Regions from separate parts of the Sus scrofa genome. Here region 2 is linked to region 1. Evidence: chromatin contacts called from public HiChIP or PLAC-seq data. All regions are on one chromosome and are shown on one strand. The core of a region is the stretch at or near the end of the contact, and the rest is flanking DNA. Distances in the headings are between cores, read along the strand shown.

Region 1 (7,042 bases), core at 2,394-4,893:
CATGGATGCAGCCATAAAATTTAAAAAAAAAGAAAAAGAAAAGGAAGAAAAAGAAGAAGGTGGGGAAGGCAAAGACACACATTTCTCAGCTGAATTAGCTCCTTTAAAGCATCTTCCAGGGAGTTCCCGTCGTGGCGCGGTGGTTAACGAACCCAACTAGGAACCAGGAGGTTGCGGGTTCGTCCCTGCCCTGCTCAGTGGGTTAGGATCGACGTTGCCGTGAGCTGTGGTGTAGGTTGCAGACGCAGCTCGGATCCCAAGTTGCTGTGGCTCTGGCGTAGGCTCTGATTTGACCCCTAGCCTGGGAACCTCCATGTGCGGGAGCGGCCCAAGAAATAGCAAAAAAAAAAAAAAAAAAAAGAAAAGAAAAAAAAATAAATAAAGCAGTCTTCCAAGAAATTCTTCTTATACTTCTGCTTATATCACAAAGTCACCCATTTATAACTAATAGCAAAGGAGGTTGAGAAATTCAGTCTTTTAGCTACTGGGCACGTTGCTATATAACAAAACATATTCTGTTTTTAAGGAAAGACAGAGAATAGATAATTTTGTAGGCAGCTACCAGCCCCTGCCTCAAAGACACAAAACTTGTCTGGATCAAGCAGGCTGAACCACAGTGCGGCAGTCAGGAGAAAGGTGGTAGGAGTGAGAAACCAACTAGATAGATCTGACTTGTGTTCCAAAAAAAAAGACAAAGGTTTCACTGAGGATCTCCTGAATTCTGTATTGGAGATTATACATAGTACATGGTAAACTTCTGGGCTAGGGGAGAAATTGGAGCTGTAGCTGCTGGCCTACACCACGGCCACAGCAATGCCAGATCTGAGCAGTGTCTGCAACCTATACCACAGCTCCCGACAAATGCCGGATCCTTAACCCATGGATCAAGGCCAGGGGTCGAACCTGCGTCCTCCTGGATGCTAGTTGGGCTCATTACTGCTGAGACACAACAGGAATTCCCAAAACTTCTTTTAAATCTGCTTTTCCAGCTCAGTTCCTAAATCTCTCTCAATACCTCGGCTTCTTCAATATCTTGTCCTTATTACCTCACACTCAGACCTACCTGTCCTGCCTTCCTTACTTCCGTTAACATCCCTTCTCCATCCAGTCCACCAGCATCCAACAAGATCCAATGCCAAGGCCTAAACAAGCACTTTTTAGAAGCAGGTAGGAACACAATGACTAGTTCTACTTTAATATTTTTTTTTGTTCTTGATCAAGGTCATCTGCAGGAAGAGATGTCTTGGAATAGGTAGAGTTCCTTTTCCTCTAAAATCCCAACCAAGAATGCAACTTCCTTGAGGCCAGAGATGGTGGTGTTCACCTTTATATCCACAAGGTTTAGCAGGACAGCTATGCAGTGAAAGTACATAGAATGAAAGGACAAGAAAAGAGAGGAAGGGGCAGGCTTCTCTTTCTCTCTCTTTTTTTGCATGTATCAGGGCCATTCTGAATGTGGATGAAACTGGGTATAATCGAGGCATGGTATATAGGGACATGGGTGCAGGTGATAGGGGACTGGGATCAGGGAGGGTGGGTCTAGAGCCACAGGAACTGAAAGAGCTAGAAGGGGAAACCAGAAAGAAACAAGGCAGAAAGAGCACACCTTTTTAATGCCAACTGCCCCAGATGACTTGAATTTCCCACCACTTTCTCCCCCTACCTCCTTTGCTCTAATTCTCTATCTTTAGTTATTCAGAAGGGCTAGCATCATCACCACACCCTCCCCGCCCCTGCCATAAGAAGACTTGGCAATGACCCAACTGTTTCAGAGAGTAGTTTGTCAACACCCTCTGTGTATGTCCCATTCACAAGTTATTATTGTTATTGTTTTAGAAGTTTCTAGCATCTGTGTCAAATGATGTATAAAACAGTCTCTGCCTGTCCTTATAGAAGTTGCTATGCAGGGAGAGTTACTGTTCCGTTACAGAAAAATGTAGTAAATTCTAAGAAAGGAAAAAAATATGGAGTGTTTGAAGAGCATAGAAGGGGGGCACTTACCCAGTCTTGGGGATATGAGAGGAGCTTTCCAGAAATGGAGTCTAAGACCCAAAGGATGTGAGTGATAGAAAACTCAAAACAACAGCAGCTTACAAAGGTGGATTATTTCCCTTTCCTATAAAAATCCTGAAGTGGGCATCCAACAGTGTCATTGGGCTCCATGGTGTTATACTCCTTCTATTTTATTACGTGGTCAGGTATGCCCTTAGTCTCATGGTTGCCTCATGGTTCAGGATGACTATTCTAGCTCCAGCCATCACACCCACGTTCCAAGTTCTGACACAGTACCAGTAAGTGGAAGTATAAGCTCAAGACAATCCATCTTTGTTTTCTAATGTTTTACCCCAAAAAGTCATAAAATACAGGATTAAAAAGTATATAGCACAAAAGGGCTTATAACTAAAGGTTAAAGTCATCTGCCCTGGCCCTCCGCACCCCTTGGAAAGAGTTTCAACCCAGCTTTCCAGAAGCTGTTGTCAATGGGAGCCACTCTGACATCATATTCAAAGTGAAATAAATGTTTGCAAAACCAGTCATGGCATCTCTCAAAAGCGGTACTGGTGTCTCAAGATGGGTCAAATAGCTGAGACTGCCTTCCTCACTGATCTCTCCTGTACTCTAAGAGGTGACCATTCATTGGAGAACAGTGATCACCTGACCCAATGGTCGTTAATTCATAGGCTGCCTGACAGCCTTTGAGGAGGCAAGAAAGTAAATTCTGCCCACTTGGAGCAATGGGGATTATCTTAGCCAATCAGATCCGTTCTCTCTAGCATTTGAAATAGAAAATTTGGGACTATCTGCGGAAAGGAAAAGAACAGAGTCAAATTAGGAGAATGAGGCCTTGAATATTGCTGTTCCTGGCACTACCATCACCCCTGGATTTTATTGTTAAGTGACACAATAATTTACACTTTGCAGAAGCTGCTTTGAATTGGATTTCTGTCACTAGCAACGATGGTCTTAATTCAACATCTAATAAGGTTTTGAATTGGGGTGGCCGGTTTCCTTGGTCTATGGCAGCTCTCCTCCTGAGGTCCTATTCTTACAAAGCTGCAATAACAGACGCTGTTGGGAGGCCAAACAGGTAATGGACTTCGCCTCCAGGCCTGGTTGTCTGTCCAGTACAAGCTGCCAAGGAAAGAGAGAGGTAGTAGTGTCAGGACCTTGCTTCACGAGACATCAGCCTTGTAATTCTGGGCAAGTGAGGATGTATAAGGCCGTCTGTTATTTTATTTTAGTCCACACAGAATGGACTAAATGTAACCTACGGCCCTGGGAAACAGGTTACTTTTGGAGAAACTACTCAGAGTTGTTTTCAGGACCCTGCCATATTGGCAGGAGACTGCTGTTTGCGAGGGGACACCTAGGGCTGTGATCCCTCTAGTCTGCGTTGGGGTTCCGCAGTCTGATCTCAGACATCTAAGGAGTCCCTTCGGTGCTGGGATTCCATTCTTTTCCTTTCGGGGCTCTTTTGATCCGCTTTAGCGGCTTTCCCAAGGCCGAGCTCGGTTAAATCTAGGGGAGCCTCTAGCGACTGCCAGCAAAGTCATTGGACTCCTGCGCAGGCGCACTCGCTCAGGGCCGTCTGGGTTCCGCCCAATGGGCGGCCCCTTCTGGGGGCGGGGCAATGGCCTGCGGGGGGCGGGGCCGGGCGTCCACTGCGCGCGGGTGTGGTCTCGTGGGCCCTGTCGTGGGTGTGGTCCCGGCTGGCAGCGAGTGTATATGTGTTGGGGGCGGGGGTGCGGTATCGTGGTGACTTTGAGGCCCGCAGCGCGCCCGACGTGTTGCCGGACGAGTGGCTTGGCCTCGCTCCCAGCGCCCGGACGTTGGAGGGGGGGTCACATCCGGCGGGGGGGCGGGCCTCCAGGACCCCGGAAGTGTGGACTCCGGCTGCGATTTAACCCGCGACGGCGGTGGCGGCGGCCGCGGTAGGGGTAGGTGAGCTGGGGCCCGGGGAGGGGCAAGGATGGGGATGGGGGCGGCGCTGGCAATCGCTCCCAGCTCACCCCCGCCTGCCCGCCTCACTCCGGCAGAAGCTGGTGATTGGGCGTAAGGGGCGCGTGACTCCCGCTGAGAGCTGGCGCCCCGGCCCCTCGCCGTGGGAGGGCGGGAGGGAGGGAAAGAGGCATTGCCCGAGCTCCCCGCGCAGGTTGCGCCTCCAGCCCCGCCCCCTTCCTCGTACTTGAGCGTCTTGCTGGTCACCAGTCTGGTGACGTTAGAACAGGTTTACCCGTTGTGCAGGTGGGGAAACAGGCCTAAGAGTGGGATCTGACTTGCCAGCAGGAGTGCCGCTTAGTGGGTTCTGAGGGGCGCTCAGGTCTTTAACTCCCTGGCCTATGTCATTTCTCAGGGCAGTGAGAATGTGGCTTTTCAGCCTTGGGGTCGTTCTTATCCTTTATTCTGGACCTGGACTTAGACTGCTCAGCATCACTGACCAGTGCATAGTCCTGCACCTGCTGGGTGCAAAGGGCATTGGTGTGTGTGTATCTCCAGTATGTACCTGGTTCTCCTGAGTTCAGAGAGCAGTGGTGTGTGTGTGTGTGTGTGTGTGTGTGTGTGTGTGTTTGTGTTTATTGGCAGAGTTGACTCTACACCTCAGGGTTTCAGCCCCTGAGACGAGTCAGTGCTTTCTCAGCTACCCACTGTCTAGGCTCACTCACCCTGGAATGTCCACCCTTAGCTCTGGAAACTTCACAGAAGCACTTCCTTTCACTTCAGTATCCCAGTAATACCATTGCTGATTCAGGCCTTTTCCACCGTCTTCATTGGCTCCTTGCCTCTTTTCCAGGAGTCCCATTTCCTACTGGTGCAGCCAGGATGCTGCCACCGGGCTCTCGGGTCTGTGATGGTCAGCCCTAGAGCTTGAGGTGGTGGTGACAAGGATTTGGGAAGGAAAGACTTTCTTTGGCTATTGTCCAAAGCCGAGACCCTGCACAGGCCTGAACTCTGATTCTGGATAGGACTGAAGACTTGGGATGAGACACTGCAACCCTAAAGTGAAGGTTCTTGGCAGTCATAGTGCCCAGAAAAGCTTTTATTCCTAGATTATCTTAGAAGTCTGGCTTGGTGCCTTTGTAATTTCCATTAGGTAGAAAAATTTCATTATAGACTTCATCTGGGCGGCTTTTGGTGGCTGTTTTTTGTTTTGTTTTGTTTTTTCCTAAGGTAGCAGTAGATCTGATTTCTTGTTTGGTTGCCATGTGCCAGGGGTTTTGTGAACATACTGGATTCTAGGAACACTTCAAGGTAGGTGGTGAGCCCATTCTGCAGGTGAAGTGAGTTGCAGAGATGTTAGGTAGGATCCCACCACCAATAAGTGGCCAAGTTGATTTTTAACCCATTTGTCTCATTTCAAAGCTTATTTGCTGGATGTTAAGAATCAACTGGGAGTTCCTTTTGTGGCTCAGTGGGTTAAGAACCTGACATAGTGCCCGTGAGGCCATGGGTTTAATCCCTGGCCTCATTACTGGGTTAAGGATCCGGCCTTTCAGAAAGGTGTGACATAGGTTGAAGATGTGGCTCAGATCCCATGTGGCTGTGGCATAGGCTGGCAGCTGCAGCTACGATTCAACACCTACCCTGGGAACTTCATATGCCACAACTGTGGCCCTAAAAAGAAAAAAAGAAAAAAAAATAAAGAATCATATGTGATCCTTGCTGAAAACACAGAGCCAGAGTTCCTGCTGTGATGTGACAGTTTAAGGATCCAGCATTGTCTCTGTAGTGGTGCAGGTTTGATCCCCGGCCCAGTGCAGTAGGTGTTGCTGCAGCTGTGGTGTAAATTGAAGCTGTGGCTCGGATTAGAAAAGAAAAAATACAGAAGAAAAAAAAAAAAAACCACTTCTGGAGATTCTTGCTTAGACTCTGGAGAGGGACCCAGGAATTTGTATTTTTAACACTTGCTTTGGGTGATTCTTATTGGGAAGCACTGCTTTAAGGAATCTAGATTTGCTGAGCTTGGAAGTAAAATTATTTCAAGGAATTCTTGTTATCTGTTTGCTTATTGCTGTGAAATTTGCTAATCCATAAATTTGCTGTTAAAAGGGTATTGGGGTAACTAGCTGGATGAATCATCTCTGGATACTGTTGGCCAGCCTAGTAGGGTTTTTCCAGACTGACCTAATCAGCTCAGAAAAGACCTTGTTTTAATCTGATTGGCTCTCTGTTCAGGAGTTGTTTCAGTTTCTCCCCTGGGTCTGGAGTTTTCAGAAGGTTTCAGTTTGTTCCCAAATAGATGCTCTCTAACAGAGAGATCTCTGTAAGGCAATAGTCTCTGAGGTTTTGGGAGCTTGAAGGGCATGTTTATTTAGCAGGTTTTTCTTCCACTGCATCTTTCTCCCGTTTCACTGATGTATGTGAAATATTTGAGCAAATACCAAACAGGTTTGTCATGATTTAGTTGGGGCTGACAAGTAGAGTCCCTGAGGCTTAGGATGGTCCAGAGAGGGGGAGGAGAGATTGAACCAGGAAGGTTAAACAGATAACCCAGGTTAGGTATACCTAGCATTGAGGACATGTAAGTATTTTTAATTATGCTGCTAATTTATCTGCTTCCTCCTGGGCAGAATTACAAGTAGTAAAAGAGGCAAAGTCAGCATTATAGTATTACTTTTTCATCTTCTGTCCAGTGAACATTGATTTCTAGTTTAATTTCTTTGTAAACAAAGGATGTGCTTTGCTTGATTTGAATTGTGCTAATTTACTGAGACTTGTTTTATGGCCCAGCATATGGTCTATCTTGGTAAGTGTTCTGTGAGCACTTGCGAAGACTATGTTTTCTGCTCCTGTTGAGTGAATTGATCTATAAATTTCAGTTAGGTCAAGTTGGGTAGCACTATTCAAGTCTTCTGTGTTCTTACTACTTTTCTATCTTCTTGTCTTATCAGTTATTGAAAAAGGGGCCTTGAAACTTCTGGCTATGATTGTGGATTTGTCAGTTTCTCATTATAGTTTTATCAGTTTTTGCTTCATGTGTTTTTTAAGTTCTGTTCCATACATAAACATTTTAGGGTGTTATGTTCTTTAAGTGAATTGACCT
Region 2 (7,042 bases), core at 1,912-4,411, 290 kb after region 1:
TTTTTTTGTCTTTTGGGGCTGTGCTGGTGGCACATGGAGGTTCCCAGGCTAGGGGTGGAATCAGAGGTGTAGCCGCCGGCCTATGCCACAGCCACAGCAACGCGGGGTCTGACCTGCATCTGCAACCTACACCACAGCTCAGGGCAACGCCAGATCCTTAACCCAATGAGTGAGGCCAGGGATCCAACCCACGCCTTCATGGATGCTAGTCGGATTCGTCAACCACTGAGCCACAATAGGAACTCCAAGAACGAACTACTTTCTGTTCTTACTTATCAACTTGTTCAGCTCAGTGCCTGCTGTGTGCTGGGCCAGGGAAATCTCACCATAGCAGAGAAACCCCACTCTCTGGTCTACAGGGAAGCTGGCAGCCAATAAGAACCACACACGTAAACAGGCATTTCTGCAAATGGGGGGGTGTCACAAAAGAGAAGTTCCACCCCATGATAACACAGCTTGAGGACTGAACCCTGCTTGGGCTGGACGAAGAGGGCTTTTCCCAGGGTAAGAGGGCTTTTCCCAGGGGGATATTTAATATTTAAATTTGCTATTTAAGCTGATCCCTGAAAGATGGGCAGGGACTAGTCAGGGGAAAAGCCTTGCAACAGAAGGAACAGCATGTGCAAAGGCCCTGAGCTGGGAGGGAGCATCACCTACAGCGGGGGACATGGCGGGAAGGGCGGTGGGGGAGGTTCTCAGTGATGGCAGAGGATGGCAGCGCAATTCCAAGGGAAGAAGGAAGTCGGGAAGGGTTTCAGCTCACGGTGGGATCTGGGACAAAATAGCCTCTTTCTCTCGCTGCTTGGGGTCTTCTGCCGACCCTCTCTTCTGGCCTGTGCATGGGTGCAGCCCCCTTTTGCTCAGAGAGCTCAACTTCCCCGCCCCCTCCGAGTACCAAGGCCCAGGGTCCCACACTCAACTTGCTCATCACCCTCTTTCCACTGAGCCAACCCCTTCATCTGGATCTGCATGGCCATCAGTGGCCTCACTGTTCTCTGGGACCTGCTGGGACCAAGGCGGAGGGGCCATGCCACCATCCACGTTTCTAAGTCCAACAGTCTAGAGTCTAGCTTCGAAGTCTCTGATTGGGGTCTTGTAGCAAATTATTCCCTCAATTTCAGTTTCTTCTCCGTTTAATGGGGGAGGAGGTGGGGGAGGGATTATACCTGCCTTGGGTTTCAGGGGTTCAACAACATAGCATCTGCAAAAGGCCTAGCCCAAAGCTTGACACACAGTCAACTCTTGGGAAATGTCTGCTTCTTCCTTAAAATCACTGCCTTCCCTGATGGTCCCTTCTGGCCATGAATTCCTGACTGCCCAGTGGTTCCCACTACCTAAAAATGTGAACTGGATCCCACCTCTCCTCTCCTCACTTCCCTCTTCAGCTGAGCCTCTTCATTCCTTCACTCAACAAGCATTTAATCAGGCACCTGCTGTCTGCCACAGAGAAAGACAAGCAAGACAAGACAAAATGTCATGCCTACCCTTTAGAAGGTTGTAATCCAATGCACAGCAGATCTACAGAGCACAGGTAAAGGGCTTCCATGCACGGACTCTGGAATCCAATCTGTGCTCGGCTTCTGCCTCTACCACTCATGCAGCCTCCTTGAGCCTTGGTGCCCTCGTATGTACAACGAGGATAATCCTAACAGCTTCATGGGGCTGATGTGCAGATTAAATGTCAAGATGCAGGAGTTTTCCTTGTGGGGCAGTGGGTTAGGGATTTGGCATTGTCACCACAGCGGCTTAAGTTGCTGCTGTGGCCCGGGTTTGATCCCTGGCCTGGGAGCTGCCGAAAGCTGCAGGCAAGTGAAGCCAAAAAAAAAGAAAAAAGAAAAAAAAGCCAAGATGCATGCTTCTACCATTTGAAAGGCCCTTCCCCTAACCAATCCTTACTAGAGGGCTTAGCAGCTTTCTATATTGTCAGTACTTGGTAATGCCTTTTATTAAAAAGGCAAAAAAATGTAACATAATGGTAAATACTGTTTTACTTGCTTCTGCCTCCTTATTAGAGAGGGCAGAGTCGAGGGTAAATGTGTGTTGAATGAACACACAGATGAGAAGAGGTCCACTGAGGGCATTCCTCCCCAACATCCCGGTGCATCTTACCACATTCTGATTATAATTACCTGTTTGTGTGACACCCCCACTTTTGTGAGCGCTCTCCAACCCAGGGGGCTATCCCCAGGTTGTGCCCAGGCCCAAGCACCACACAGAACCCCATGCCCGCCCAGGTGTCGCCTACTTCACCTCTTCTTTGAGCGGTCCTTCCACACTCGCCCAGACTTGGGCTTCCCCTTCGGGATAACAGGAACCTCCTCTTTCTTCTGCTTTTTGGACGCTGGGGCCTGGACTGAAGAACTTTCTCGCTTCTTTGGCCCGAGGACGTCTCTCCCCCTTTCCCTGGATGGAGCTGGCTTGCTTGGCTCGTTCTGATCCTGTGGGGAACCGGGTGACTGGAGTGGCAGCTCCTGCAGTGGCAGCTCCTGTAGTGGCTGCGAGGGCTCCAGATCCGGCGCTTGCTGACCGGGGTAAGGCTCTAGTGACCCTGGGCCCAACTGCAGCTGATGTTGGGGAGACTCCGGGGTCTGCTCCGCCTTACTCCCGGCCAACTCCGAATCCGCTTCTTGGTCCTGGGAGAACTTTGGTGACTCCCCATTTGGCTTTGACTGAAGTCCTGGGGTTTCAGGACTCGATTCCGGCTGCCTTTGGGAAGACTCCAGACCCGGATCTCGCTGACGCTGGGGGGACCCTGGGCCCGGCTCTGGCTGTCTCTGGGAGGACCCCAAGCCTGCCCCTTCCTGTAGACTGGGTGAAACTGGAGCTGTCTCTGACTGACGTCTGGGGGACCCCAAACCTGGTGGCTGCACATTCCGAGGAGACCCGGGCTCCCTCGCTTCTTCTGGGTGCGACTCGAGCTCCACAAGGGCCCGTCTCGCCTGCAAAACTGGGGTGGGGTTCTCGGGGGATTCAGGCTTTAGTCCTTCCAGCCGCCGACTGCGCCTGAGAGGTGTATCCATGGCACCGCCAGAGTTTCTAAATCCAAGCCCACGTGCAGCTTCTGGGACTCCCGGCGCCGTCCTATGACGTCAGGAGACGCCACGTCTGTGTAGGGCAGGAGGGGCTGTTGCTGCGGAGGCCATGTTGGTGATGGGCAGATAGGCGGGTACAGAGGAGTCCGGGGCGGGCGGGGCCTGGGTTTACTAGGCGCATGCGCAAAGCGTTTTGGCACGTTTACACGCGATTGATGAAGGAATGTCAGCTTCAGATCGGGGTTTGTCATTCCTGCGAACCCAGTCTCCGGGGAAAAAGAGTGTGCCGGTGGAGGAAGGAAAAGGGGTCCTGTTTTCGGGAGAGAAGAGGATTGGGAAAAGATCCAGGGAGCTCGTAGGCAAGGCTGGGTGAAAACTGCCAGTAACTCCTCTGCAGTTAGGGGTCCTACCCAGTTTGTGCCTCAGTTCTCTCATTTGTAACACGGGTGCTTTTACACTAGTTTAGTGTATATAAAATGATCCTGCCAAAGCATCCTGACTGCCAGGGTGAATGCTACTTGGCAGATCCTGAAGGTGGGAAATTTCTTAAGCCCAGTGTTAAAAGTAATCCTTGCTTTCTCTTCTCCCATCCTATGCCTAAATGTAAAATCGATGGCTCTCCTTTGCAACATTTTCAGCTTTCTGCATGAAGTTGGAGTATGGGTAAAATGCACCATCTGCGGCATGCCCAGGCCCTCAGCCCCTCTGCACACCTTTTCTGGTACCCCTTCTGCCCTAGTTCTAGAAACAGAGGTCGGATTGTCTCTGGGTTTTATTTCAGCCAAGACAGCGGTCCTTGCCCTAGTATGTGAACTTGTCTCCTCCCTCCTTTGCGTGACACCCAGTTGGGGGCTTTGAGTCACTCAGAGCAGACGCCTTTCTTAGGAAGAACATCTTGGCAGTTGCCCAAATGTACCCCAGCTCTTCCCTAGTGTATTTTTGGAACTTCCTGGGGATGGCGCTTAGGCATCCCAGGGTCCTGGTTCCGCTGTCCCAGCAGCTTCTTTTAGACACTATTGTTTCTTCAGCTGAGGGGTTATGCGTGGGCCTGGGAAGTTGTCCAGAGGTGCTCAGGGGGCAGAGGAGGAAGGCCAGGCAGACAGCCAGGGCCCTCAGCACTGAGCTCAGCTCCCACCTGCCGAGTCACTCTTCCAACTGTCAGATGGGGTGCAAGGTGACTTGACTGCTGATCAAGAGGAGATGAGGAGGAGGAAAACATAGGCAAGGTTCCTGGAGGATGGAAAAGTGGATTGAGGATCCTTTAAGACCTCTCACCCCTTGGCTGGTGCCACACGGCATCCACAACATATCTTGATGAATCTAGCGTTTTGAAATCCCAAGGGTACTTAAGGGTTAGGCGCTGGCTCTGCTACTCCACTACCCTTCCCTGTTGTCAGAAAGTTGCATCCCTGTGCTGTAATCCCGTGTCAGTCCCTCCCTTCCGGGCCACTTTCAGGGGCTCCACCCACAGGCTCAGTGCCCTCATGCCCCTTGCTCCTGGACCAAAGAAGCCTCTGCAAGGAGGCTATGTCTCGGTGCCCCAGCACAGCGGTGCAGGTCCCCACTGCAGAAGCAGCTCAAACGCTTCCTCACCCATGTCTTCCAACCCTCAATTCTCAGTTCCCTAATTCCCTGCCCCAGCCTGGAGGCTATGCCAAACCACACCGGGCAGGCGTTACCAGGGCTGTGGAGGAGATTACATGCCACTGCACTGCCCCACCCTGCCCCAGGTCCCCTCAGCTGTCCTCACTTCCTGAGCTCCCAGCCTCAGCTGGAGGGACCACTCTCAGATGCCAATTGGATTGTATCTTGGTTCTGCTTAAAATACTTCAAAGGGAGTTCCCATTGTGGTGTAGCAGAAATGAATCTGACTAGTATCCATGAGGATGCGGGTTTGACCCCTGGCCTCAGCTCAGTGGGTTAAGGATCTGCCAGTGCTGTGAGCTGTGGTGTAGGATGCAGATGAGGCTTGGATCTGGCATTGCTGTGGCTGTCGTATAGGCTTGGCAGCTGTAGCTCCAATTGGACCCCTAGCCTGGGAACTTCCATATGCCTCAGGTATGGCCCTGAAAAAGCAAAAAATAAAATGAAATAAAAATAAAATACTTCAGAGGGTGGAGTTCCTGTTGTGGCTCAGTGGGTTAAGGACCTAACATTGTCTTTGTGAGGACGTGGGTTCCATCCCTGGCCTCACTCAGTGCGTTAAGGATCCAGCAAGCTGTGGCACAGCTTACAGATGTAGCTCAGATCTGGTGTTGCCGTGGCTGTGGGGCAGGATGCAGCCATCGCTCGGTTTTGAACCTTGGCCCAGGAACTTCCATGTGCCAAGGTGCAGCCATGAAGGAAAAAAAAAAAAAAAAAAAACCAACCAAAAAACCTCCAGAGAGTGATCTCGGGTCCCTGCCACGTGGTGTGAGAGCAGGGGCTGCTCTACCAACATCCTCCAGATCAGGTGAGGAGAGCCCTAATCCATGGATGCCAGGAACTCTGGTCCAGAACCCTCACTTCCACCCAGGCTCAGTGTGTCATTGTCATTATTAATAGTGGGCAAGGGTTCAGGGGAGACTCCTGAATTTTTCAGAAAAGCTTGGCGCTGTTGGGACTTTGTTCCTTGTTGCCCCTTGGCTGTCTACTGCAAACATCCCAGCCTCCCGTGGGGGCGGGGGTGCTGCTGCTGGAGGCGGGGAGGGGGTGGGTGGTGGGCTTGTACAGTCTTCCCCCTCCCCCAGAGGCACCCCCAGCAGGATCGAGCCCCCTTTGTCTAGGAAGGCAACCTGGTCATTCATTCATTCTCTGTTGGCTTCTTCTCTGTCCTCCTCTCAGGTTCCCACTCCCTTGTAGGTGCTTGCTGGGGTCATTTTCTGAATAGACCATTGGCACTTCAATCCTTGTCTCAGAGTTGGCTGTGGAAGAACCCAGCCAAAAACACGGAGAGGAGCAGTAGCCAGGCGTTCTTTCAAGTGCTCTGTGTGTACAAACCCGTGTTATCCTCACAGCCATCCTGGAAGGCAGGTGCTGTCATTATTACTCCCATTTCCCCTGGTAAAGCGACTGAGACACTTGTAAAGGTCACACAGCAGATAAACAATGGCGGTGGGATCCACGTGTAGACATCTGACGGCAGAGCCACATCTCTCTATCTCTCTCTTTTTTTTTTTTTTTTTTTTTTTTTTTTTTTTTTTTTTTGTCTTTTTGCCATTTCTTGGGCTGCTCCTGAGGCATATGGAGGTTCCCAGGCTAGCGGTCTAATCGGAGCTGTAGCTGCCAGCCTACACCAGAGCCAGAGCAACGCAGGATCCGAGCTGCGTCTGCAACCTACACCACAGCTCATGGCAACGCTGGATCGTTAACCCACTGAGCAAGGCCAGGGATCGAACCCGCAACCTCATGGTTCCTAGTCGGATTCGTTAACAACTGCGCCACGACGGCAACTCCAACCACATCTCTTAAGAGTAAATTTCGCTGTTATCCAGGTAAGGGAGCCGACGCACAGAGAGGCATAGGTGCAGGCTTAATGTCACCCAGCTATCCATCGAGGAGTGAGGCTACAGTTCCAGAGCTGGCAAGCTTCGTTGTCTTGCAAGTGCCCCTTCCGTGGCCCTCGCTCACACTGATCCTGGTCTGGGGCGCCCCACGAGCTGAGGCTCTGTGTGCGCATGCGCGGCCGAGAATGTGCTGAAACCGCAGAACCCGGCTCATTTTGTAACTGAGATCTGCTGACTGAAGGAAACTGTGCACCTAGATGACAGAAGATATGCATCAGGTGTTCTTCTCTGAGCCACTGATCCTCTGCCCAGCCGCAGGTGCTGTGGCCGAGAGGGTTTGACACGCCAGGTTGGAGATGTCAGGGGCCTCTATCTCTTAGGTTCCTCTGCTCTGCACCAAAAGATGGCAGGGGAGTGGGACCTGGCAGTCACCAGCCGCATTCACGAAGCACTTGCTACGTGCCGGGCCTCCCCTGGATGCCCATTTAGTCCCCTGGGGCGTAGGTGCAGGAGGGTGATTATAGG

The links. HiChIP or PLAC-seq counts read pairs in DNA pulled down with a chosen protein or histone mark.
Region 2: an H3K27ac HiChIP or PLAC-seq map of alveolar macrophages shows a contact between it and region 1. The contact joins the promoter of CCDC86 here to the promoter of VPS37C in region 1. A contact is called at or near these places in 3 of 47 Hi-C or Micro-C datasets (heart right ventricle and liver) and 1 of 2 datasets of contacts at active chromatin or transcription factors (alveolar macrophages).

What each region holds. Positions count from the first base shown.
Region 1 is chr2:10,610,555-10,617,596 of Sscrofa11.1, forward strand. VPS37C (vacuolar protein sorting-associated protein 37C) reads left to right here and starts at 3,644. Exons shown (of 6, transcript XM_021082961.1): 1 at 3,644-3,938.
Region 2 is chr2:10,903,035-10,910,076 of Sscrofa11.1, forward strand. It overlaps CCDC86 (coiled-coil domain-containing protein 86), which reads right to left and starts at 3,162. Exons shown (of 4, transcript XM_003122668.4): 1 at 2,251-3,162. The coding sequence starts at 3,020.